Linked DNA regions of Dromaius novaehollandiae: region 2 is linked to region 1. A link is a contact called in public Hi-C data. All regions are on one chromosome and are shown on one strand. The core of a region is the stretch at or near the end of the contact, and the rest is flanking DNA. Distances in the headings are between cores, read along the strand shown. Region 1 has its middle 41 kb from the start of MSX2. Region 2 has its middle 130 kb from the start of MSX2.

Evidence for each region. Hi-C and Micro-C count contacts between places; a contact is called where the count stands out from the background.
Region 2: a contact with region 1 is called in a Hi-C map of ovary, with 4 times the contacts expected there. The contact joins two enhancer-like sites. A contact is called at or near these places in 3 of 4 Hi-C or Micro-C datasets (brain, liver and ovary).

The regions. Positions count from the first base shown.
Region 1 is chr15:14,888,527-14,893,062 of bDroNov1.hap1, reverse strand. No RefSeq gene overlaps it. Among named protein-coding and RNA genes, the nearest start is that of MSX2, 41 kb to the left of the region's middle. Within about 2 kb of position 2,477, at least 2 of the 2 cell types and tissues checked have open chromatin away from gene starts, as enhancers often do.
Region 2 is chr15:15,060,327-15,064,862 of bDroNov1.hap1, reverse strand. No RefSeq gene overlaps it. Among named protein-coding and RNA genes, the nearest start is that of MSX2, 130 kb to the right of the region's middle. Within about 2 kb of position 2,477, at least 1 of the 2 cell types and tissues checked has open chromatin away from gene starts, as enhancers often do.

The sequences.
Region 1 (4,536 bases), core at 1,228-3,727:
GCTGCAAGTTAAAAATCCTCAAATGAAAACTCTTCAAGAAAATGTGACACGTAGCACAGAGAGATTCCCTTCAAAGCCCATTGACGCAAGTGGACAGCCCTATTCATTAGCTCTAGAGCTATTATCCTCTGTCGACTTTGGGCCAGGTTCTGTGATTTAGGGTAGTGATTTTCAGGAGGCAAAGCAAAAATGGGCTTTGAACTTCTCAAACTCTGAAGCATGCCTGCAAGCTGGTTAGGTCTGTGCTGCTCAGTCTTGCTGCTGCAAATGCCTAGGTGCTGCTTTGAGAGCTGTGCGTGAGACCAGCAGGCACAGAGCAGCCTACCATTATTCACCTACCTTTATATTTACCTACCATTATGCGATAAATGTATTCTGGTCCTGATCTATAGCTGGTGAAGTCAAACGGACCTACCTTCCACTCAGTCTTCCACCTGTAGTCACATTTCTTACGTCAAATATTTACTCCCCCCCCACACCAAAAACAAACCCAAAATAAAGGGAAATCAAATCAGAAATTGAAACAATTCATTATAATAAAGCCAGTTATTTTCTATTTGGAAACAGCCATTTATGCCCTGTTTAAAGCATTTTTAGTTAACAGTGGAAGAAAATCTCAGCCACAGAGATCTTATTTTCATGGGAAGCAACTGATTCATTTATTAAGGTCTGAAATTTTTTTTCCCAAGACCTAGCTCTATAATTTTTCTGGTGTTGTTTTAACTTACAGCCAAATGAAATAATTATAAATGGCAGAGTTAACAACAGAGTTTACAAAGACAATATTATAGATATCATTAGTGTATGTATTCAGCCAGACATGTTTGGATTTTTCTTTGCAGCTCTGGAGCACACGATGAACAACCGATGGCTGTTGCTGAATCGTCATGCTTGCTCAGAAAAACGTGTAGTTCATACTGAAGAACAAGACCTTGTGTTTTGCCAGAAATAAAAGAAACTTCAAGCAAATAGTGTCTAAAGTTGAGGACAGGTGATTTAAATTTACCAGTACTGTCCTTATAACTGTTGACTTGCAAAAGTATGAGTGGAATGAGAGGGAAAACATTTCCTTGGTTTCATTCCTTTGTGTCATTCCTCATCATAATGTAATTTAAGCGCTGCATTTTATACTGTTGCTTTGCAGGTTGCCTGTTTTTAAAGTTACACTGTCACATAAAATCAAACAATGCTTTACCTCTGCAATGAATAACACTTCCAGCTACTAAAACTGATTGTTAAAGTGTCGTGTTAGTTCATTCCATAAATCACCAGTGAAATCCTGACCTTACTGAAATCAATGGAGGTTTGCCACCAACTCTCATGGGGCCAGAATTTAGCCTCAAGACTTGATAAATATCCAGATTGAACAATATCTCCAATTACTTTCTTAGGTTGGGCAAATGAATTCCTTTCTCTCATTCCTTTTCTGCTTTCATAGTCCCTCACATCTTCAATAGGGCACTTGGGCTGCTGGGCCGTCAGCCTGACAAACTGCCAAGAGGCAGTCTGATATATAACTACTGGTAAGGCGCTTCATCCTGCAAACACTTCAGCACATACAGAGCTTTATCATATAGGTGATTCCACTGGAGCCATGGGCCAGCTTTGTCATAGCTGACATAGCTGTGGCTGAGGCTACTACCCATTTTACATCTAAGTGTCAGAGGCAGAAACAAAGCACAAAATATTTTCTCTTTTCTTTCACTAAGGGAGTGAGTAATAAGCTCAGTACTTATTTATGTAGCCTTAGACAATGAAGGGAAAATACTTTGCTCTTTGTTTTTGCCCAAATCATTCTAATTGCCTCCTGGAAAGTCCACTTCATCAAAGGAAAGCACATTTGAAAAAACAACTGGGAAGTTCATCACTTATAGGTTGAAAAAGCAGCATTTGTTTCTCTAATCACACTTTCCAGGACTGATGTGTTCATTACAGTATGTTTACTCATGCTGCATCTAATTTAGATTTAAATAGCAGTCATTCATCTATTTAATGCCTTTATTTAAAAATTAGAAATAAGCCTAAGAAAAATCCTGAGATCTCACCTCCCCTTACCTCTGGGAAGTTTTGATCCAAACTCAGTGGTTTGTACTCTTCTCTATTGAGCGATAGATGTACATCAGGTCAGGGCATTAGCTTTGGGCCTTCCTTTACAACCATCATCCTGGGAGATGTAAAGCTAGGCAGTTAGTCTCTCTGCTTGCCTCTGCTGCCATTTAAAAAAATGTGGTGTTAGAGCAGCACCTTGCCCCAGACTTGCCTGGCAAGCAGGGCGCAGAGATGCAGCATTGCTGGGAGTCCTGCTGGTATGCAGGGTAGAAGCGCTCACTTTAAAATGCTTTTTGACACAAGTCCGTGGGCTTATTTCATTGCCATCCCAAAGCCTGGAATCAAACGCAGAGTGTATCGGATGTCTCCAGCAGCAACTAAACTCATGCACTCTTGTAAATCTCCCTCGTAATCCCCCTGCTGCTGACACTTTATTAGCCCGGCATTCCGGGCTGTGCTTTACTAGGGCACCTCTAACTGATTGCAGATGGTATTTCTGTGCTAGGGTTCAGATGTGCTACCAAATAGCTGTCTTCATATTTTCCATGCTTTGCCTCATTTGTCAGATCGGTTTTAACCCTGTTGTGTTCAGGATGTTGCCCACCTCGACTAAGCAGATGTATGTGGACAGGACAGCCCAGGCAAAGGCCAGGTATTTTCACAGCTGTCAGGCTACTTCTCTTTGCTGTACCAGGGAAACTCCTTGAGCTTAAAAGCCTGGTGCATTGAGTCTCCATGAAGAAATGCTTAGCAGGGTGAGGAAGCATGTTAATCTTCCATCAGTACTGGGAAACAGGGAATTGCACAGAGCTGCCCAAAGTGGTAGAGAAATGAGAGGATGAATCCACACCATGCAGATTTACTGTCTCAGATGCAGTATAGCTTGGACTCTCAGCAGGTCTCATTAGCACATAGGAAGAGCTATTGGCTAAGCTACAGGAAGTTTCTGGATTAATAGTGCCTATTAATGCCATATTAGCATAAATACATTGCCTCCAGACCTAACCTGGCTCGTAACACCCAGCTCGGGGTCTCTCTCCTCTGAGCTCCCCCACATTTGCAGCCCAGTGCTGGTGCTGGCAAAGTGAGTCCAGGTTTGCCAGCATCCCTTCTTGCTCAGATATCTGTAGTGAGGAGAGCACATGCAACATTCTCTTTTCCCATCCAGTCTTTACTCAAGCATCCTCTGGCCGTCTATTCTCAAGGATACTGAAAAACCAACTTTTCTATGTCTCCATGCCTTTTAGTAACAAAGATCCTTTGACAGGTACAGTCCTGTTGAATGCAGGCTGAAAGTCTGGACTGCCTGTCTGATCTTTAAATTTTATGCTGCAAATCCCACATAATGTCCATAGCATCAATAGTGGTGGGCTAGATAAATTGTACGCTCCATATCTTTCTTAATGAACTGGAATTAGTGCTACCCAGAGTGTTAGTTTAGTTTTTCTGTTTAAATTAATACTGAATTAAAGCTCTGCACTGCTTGCTTGTTCAAATCATAAATGTGACATGGGATGTTCTTCATCCATATATGATGGCCTTACTCCTACGAGGCAATGGGCATCCCAGACATTATCTGCAAGAATTTCAGAATGAACAACTATTTGTGAGTAAAGGGCTTTCGAATTTCAGGTTGGAGAAGCAATGGTAGTCAAGGGAAGCAGTGTTAGAAATTTCCTGAAAATGGGAATACATTCCAGGTAATATCCAGGGAATCTGCTGCCCCACCAATTGTGAGGAACACTTCAATTCAGTACATAAATTGATTTAAAAGGGATTTTTTAAAACCAAGGCCCAGTACATGCGTATTTTAAACCATTAATTTAATTAATCACTTTGCATGAGAAATGCTTGCCACAAGCATTAAAATATCTAAGGAAGGCTCATAATTGTCTAGTCAAATGCACACAAGTGTTTTTATAACAGTTATTTGGTAGAAGCTCAGATTTCTCTGGTTAAATTAAGTGTAATGAAGACAGTAAGTCTGTGACAAACAAGTTGTGTTAACCTGTGTTTCCAGGTGGGACACACCAGAGAAAGGCTTGCTCATGCCATCCGTTGGTTTTGCTCTATTAACCCACATTGTCCAGAGAAACTGCTAGGTGCCTATCAGACAAATTATATTTATTCCTATTATTCCCGTGTTATATGAATTTCATTTATGATTCATGCATATTCCATCCATCCAAACAAAGTCTGCTAAGCTGCTTTACTCCATAAACTGGACTGCACAAGTAATGTGATGAAAAGCATCATAATTTATATCCTGAAGAACATATGTCTTCCATATTCGGATTTTAGCAAGTCCCAGATTTTGGCTAAAAGGTGTGGCCAAGTTAGGCATATATGTTATTGTGGTTAATATGATCTCTTTACATATGGGCAGCAGTCTGATCTCACATCTTGTACTCAGCAAGACTTACTGTATTATCATGGATGATTAAATACACATAAATTAAACATGCAGCCAACAGTGGCTCTTTTACT
Region 2 (4,536 bases), core at 1,228-3,727, 170 kb before region 1:
GAGGTGATATCTCTTCTTCCTCATGTGCCATGCAGATCATAAAGAGCTTTATTTTGTCACTTAATGTGACACCAAGGCAAGTCAAGCCTCCAACAATTCAACTGTCACGATAATTAACTTCTGTTTTACTCATTTTATTCAGCAGAGGGAGCCTGAGTCTACAACAAACAGCCGACCGGCTTCACTTTGACATGTTCTCTCCAGCTTGTCATCGTTAGCACACCTCACTGCCACGGATATTTGCAGGTAAATGAGGAGAGAAATCGTGGTACTTGGGAACAAGGAGTCTGTGTTGGGTTTAAGTCAAAGAACAGCCCAAGATGGGGAGGGGGGGTGGTGAAACCATGTGAAAGTCGGCTTTGTACTGAGACTTAGAGCCAGCGCAGGGTGAAAGCAGTGCGAGTCTGTAGCTGAAGGACTGCTCCAAATTGTGTCGGCTGCAGGGTGGCATTAGGGGAGCACGGACGCACCCTCCCTTCTGCTCTGCCTTTGCCTGCCTGGGGCACACACTGCTCCTGCTCCCAGCTTGACTGCTCGTCTCTGTGCCACCCCTCGGAGACCAGCACAAGGCTCAGGGCTGAGGATCTAGCTCCACACCTTCCCCAGCAGGATCCTGCATGGAGCAGGAGGAGGGTCCCCAGCCATGCTGAGAGAGGGGGCACAGGGCATGAAGCTATCTAAAAAGCAGGGTTTTTTAGGGAGCAATTCTGGCAATGCATCTGTGCAGTAGGTTTGTCCTACCAAGCACCTGTGAAGCATTCACACCATCCTGGGAAAGCAGGTGGGAGAAGAGCTGCCACAGCAAGTGCTACATAGATGCTCACTCGGCTGAACCGCTGGCTGCTCTGCACTGACTCATCCTCTCTGGCTGGCTTGGCCTATAGAGTTTAGCAAATAGATTTCTGCTTCACCCACAGAGAATAAAACATCAAGTTCCCCTCGCAAGTCTCATCAAAATCGCGTAGGTCATTTATATCTCATGCCCCTTTGGAAGATGGTTGGCAATCATCCCTTGTAGTGGTCAGTAACTGAACAAGGTGCTTCAGGGTTGCCATTGCAGTGTGAAAACATTGGCCTGAGAGTTTTAATGTTTATAAACATAACAGGATGCAATTAGCACTTGTAACTCATCCCTAAGATAACTGAGAATGGGAACACACGTTTCAGAAGAGAAATTTGAGCATGTAGTTATTAAAATGGCTTAAATAAGAACATATGTTGGAAGAATCAGAAGGAAAACCCATAAGGTTGGATTTTCAGACCTTTATCCTACACACTAGAGAAGAAGTTATCTGATTTTATTCCTCTAATAGTCCATGATCCATGGGAAAATACTTCTATAAAGCAGCCATCAACTAATTAATAACTTTCTGGCTATAGTTGCCTACTTCTAATCCATCTTTTCGCACACATTCAAATAGGTTAAGGCAGCATAATTCTAACCTCAGATCCACTTGATGGGCAGCTCATTTGTTGTGACGGAAGAGGCCTTGAAGAACTGCCTGCTACCCACTTACTTTCAAGGTAAATGACACAAACTGCAAATCAAGGATACCATTAAGAGCTGCCCTTATAAAGCAAGGGTTTGGTTCAGGGCTGTCTGATTGAGTATGCATTGGATCAGGCCCAGATTGCAATCTGTTTGCATATTTCCCAAACAAATGCCGGTATGTAAAATGCCCATGAATGCAAATGTGTTGTTTTGTTTTGTTTTTTTTAATTTGTATAATTTAACAGAGGGTGGCTTAAAAATGAATGCCCACAATAGGATTATACAATATTCTCAGGGGTTCAAACAAGTTGCTGTCTGCCTAAGGGAAGACTAATCTAATGATTAAAGCGTAACCTCCAGAGAGGAGGAAATCATAGCTGTATTCCTCAAATGGCCACATATTTGTGAAGTCACCAAACTTTCCACACCTCTGCCCTCCGAACAGGGACAGATCCTCTTTGCCCCACATCACCAGCACATTTGTGTATGTGTGTTGACTTCAGAGCAACATGAGTGAAGTGGTGTTGAACAGCAAACTACCTTCTGACTTGGTTCCATATATGCATTTACTTTTGTGCCATGGATAGAACAGTACCCAGTGCACATATGTCTTTGCTTATAGCATAAATTTCTTACCCCTTCCATGCCTTTCCTTCCCTTCCCCCACTGCTCTCTCTTTTCTTAGGCATTCATAGTTATCATTCCCAAGAATATCTGAAACAACAGGATGGCATCACCCTACAGCTCCCCCTTTCCCGGACTCTCTCGAGAAGCTGCGTGTCATATTGTCAGTGTTTTATATATTTACACCAACAGAGGAGGCCTGGGATGTGGGCTTTTTCGTTTATATGAGTCTCACCGCCACAGGGGGTATTTAACTTTCTGCCCTGGTTGCTGTAATTCTCTCTCCAGTGGATATACAGTTCAGATCAGGTTCCTATTGCTGTGATGACAGGCATTCAGCAGGCACTGTAATTGCAGAGTTAAAACAGCTCATTTTCTTACTGGCAAGCTGTAGTTAAAGAGGTGCTAGGAGGCAGCCTGGCTGTCTGCAGAGAAACTGATCAAAGCACTGAAAGGCATCTGGCTTGTCTCTGTTTTCTTTCACCACCCCCCTTGCTGATGGAGGGGAAAAAAAGAGAGAATGAGAGAAAAGGAGAAAAAAAAGAGAAAGGAAAAAAAAAGAATGAAAAAACCTACTAAAAAAGGAATTTATGAAAATGAATACTTGCCCCTTTCCTGAGGGTAAAAGGCAGTGTCTTATTAGAGAAATTAAACATATTTGAGTTTGGTTATTTTTTTAACTCTTCAGTTTTTTTTTTAATGAGAAAATTGGGGCTTGTGAATGCTCATTTATGTCTATTTCCATTAGTCTTTTCCTGAAAGATAGCTTAACTGTCAGGTAGCACTTTTCACACTGGAGGGAATTCCTAAAGGATAGCAAACTTTCCCCATCTCTATATCAATTTCATTCTTCATTATCAGACTCAGCTTTTTCCCCTTCTGACCTCTACCCTTCCCTGAAGGACATATTGCTATAGCCAGAATGCAAGGGACAATTGGATTCTGTACCCTGGATTAATTAAAAAAGCAAAAATGAAACACATTCTTGCTTTCCTTTAATTGTTCTAATTTACTCCAATTCTTCCTGTCATAAATTCCAGCAAATCACAAAGGAAAAGGTAGAGTTGACAAACCACTTGAGCTGTTCATTTGAAGGATAAAAGAAGGAAAAAACTCTAAAAGCAGGGGAAGAAATCTATCAAATAAATTGAGATCAAGGATCCAAAAGCTACTGACAAGTCAATCAAAACATTTTCCCAGTGAGGTAAAGGAGATCCCAGGCAAGAATTGGCTCTGTCTCCAAATAAGAAAAGAGACATTCCATCTTGGGGAAAAGTACCATTCAAGTGAAAATAACTGAAATGTGGGAATCACTTTCTATGAGACAAAGGAATTAAAGATTATCAGGACAGTAAGAGCTAGCAGCTGAGGGAAATCCAGTCTCCTCCAGCAGTTCTGCTAAGTTCCTGCTTATGAAGGCTTTGAAAGGAAAATGCATGGAACATGATCCATTACATACTATTCGACAACATTTTTCAGCCAGGTTTCCAGGCTAGCACAGTGCAAAAGCAGCAGTATTTCTGCTGTCTCTTTTGAGCCTTCAGTCATTAGAAACTCATCAGGGAGAGGGTTCATTCTCGCTTTTGCTCCCCTTGCACTTCATTTTTTTTCATTCACTATCTCCTGACAGTGACACCACCATCTTCCCATGGACAAAAGAGGATTTCAGAGTCTTCGAAAGAAGAAAACAAACTTGGTAACTCAACAAGGAGCCTAGACAGGCAATGTTGCAAATTAAGTTGAAAGAGGCCCAGTTACTGCACCATTATTTGATTTCCCCTTCTCTAATCCCTTGCTTGTAATTAGCATAATTTATTAACATATTAGAGCCATGCATGTGAACCCTCTTTATAGTTGCTGAGTGCTCCCTGAGGCTGCCTAGTGAAAGCTTTTCCCCACTGTTTAATAATATGTTACATAAGGAAAACCAGCTTCTGATATCATTTAAATTATGACTTTCCTTTCTGCCTCTGAACACTCATTTCCTTTAAATGAGGTTAATTTCCTTAAAGAATGAAAATCCTCCGATTTCAGTTTTCCATTCATTAGACCCCCTTAGTTCAACATGAAAAAGTCACGCGGCCAAGAGGGGGAAAAAAAAAAAAAAAAAAACTCCCATTGAACTTCAAACACAACCACCCTGAGAAGGGGCTTTCTGTGATCCTGGCCAGTCCTCTCCTTTCTGGCCAGAGAAGGGCAGTATGCAGGCTGTTAGGAGATCGAGATGGACAAGCCACTAGTTTCTCCTCTCCAGCATGTAAGGTCCTCTGAATGTTAAGGGCACTTACAGAGGCACAAACACACAGGGCTCCTCTGGTGGGTCACACAATGATTTAATGGGCCAACAGCCAAACATAGATTTCTTCGTATCTCCCCCAGACATTTTCTTTCCTTGACATTAATCTGGTGCTGATACACAG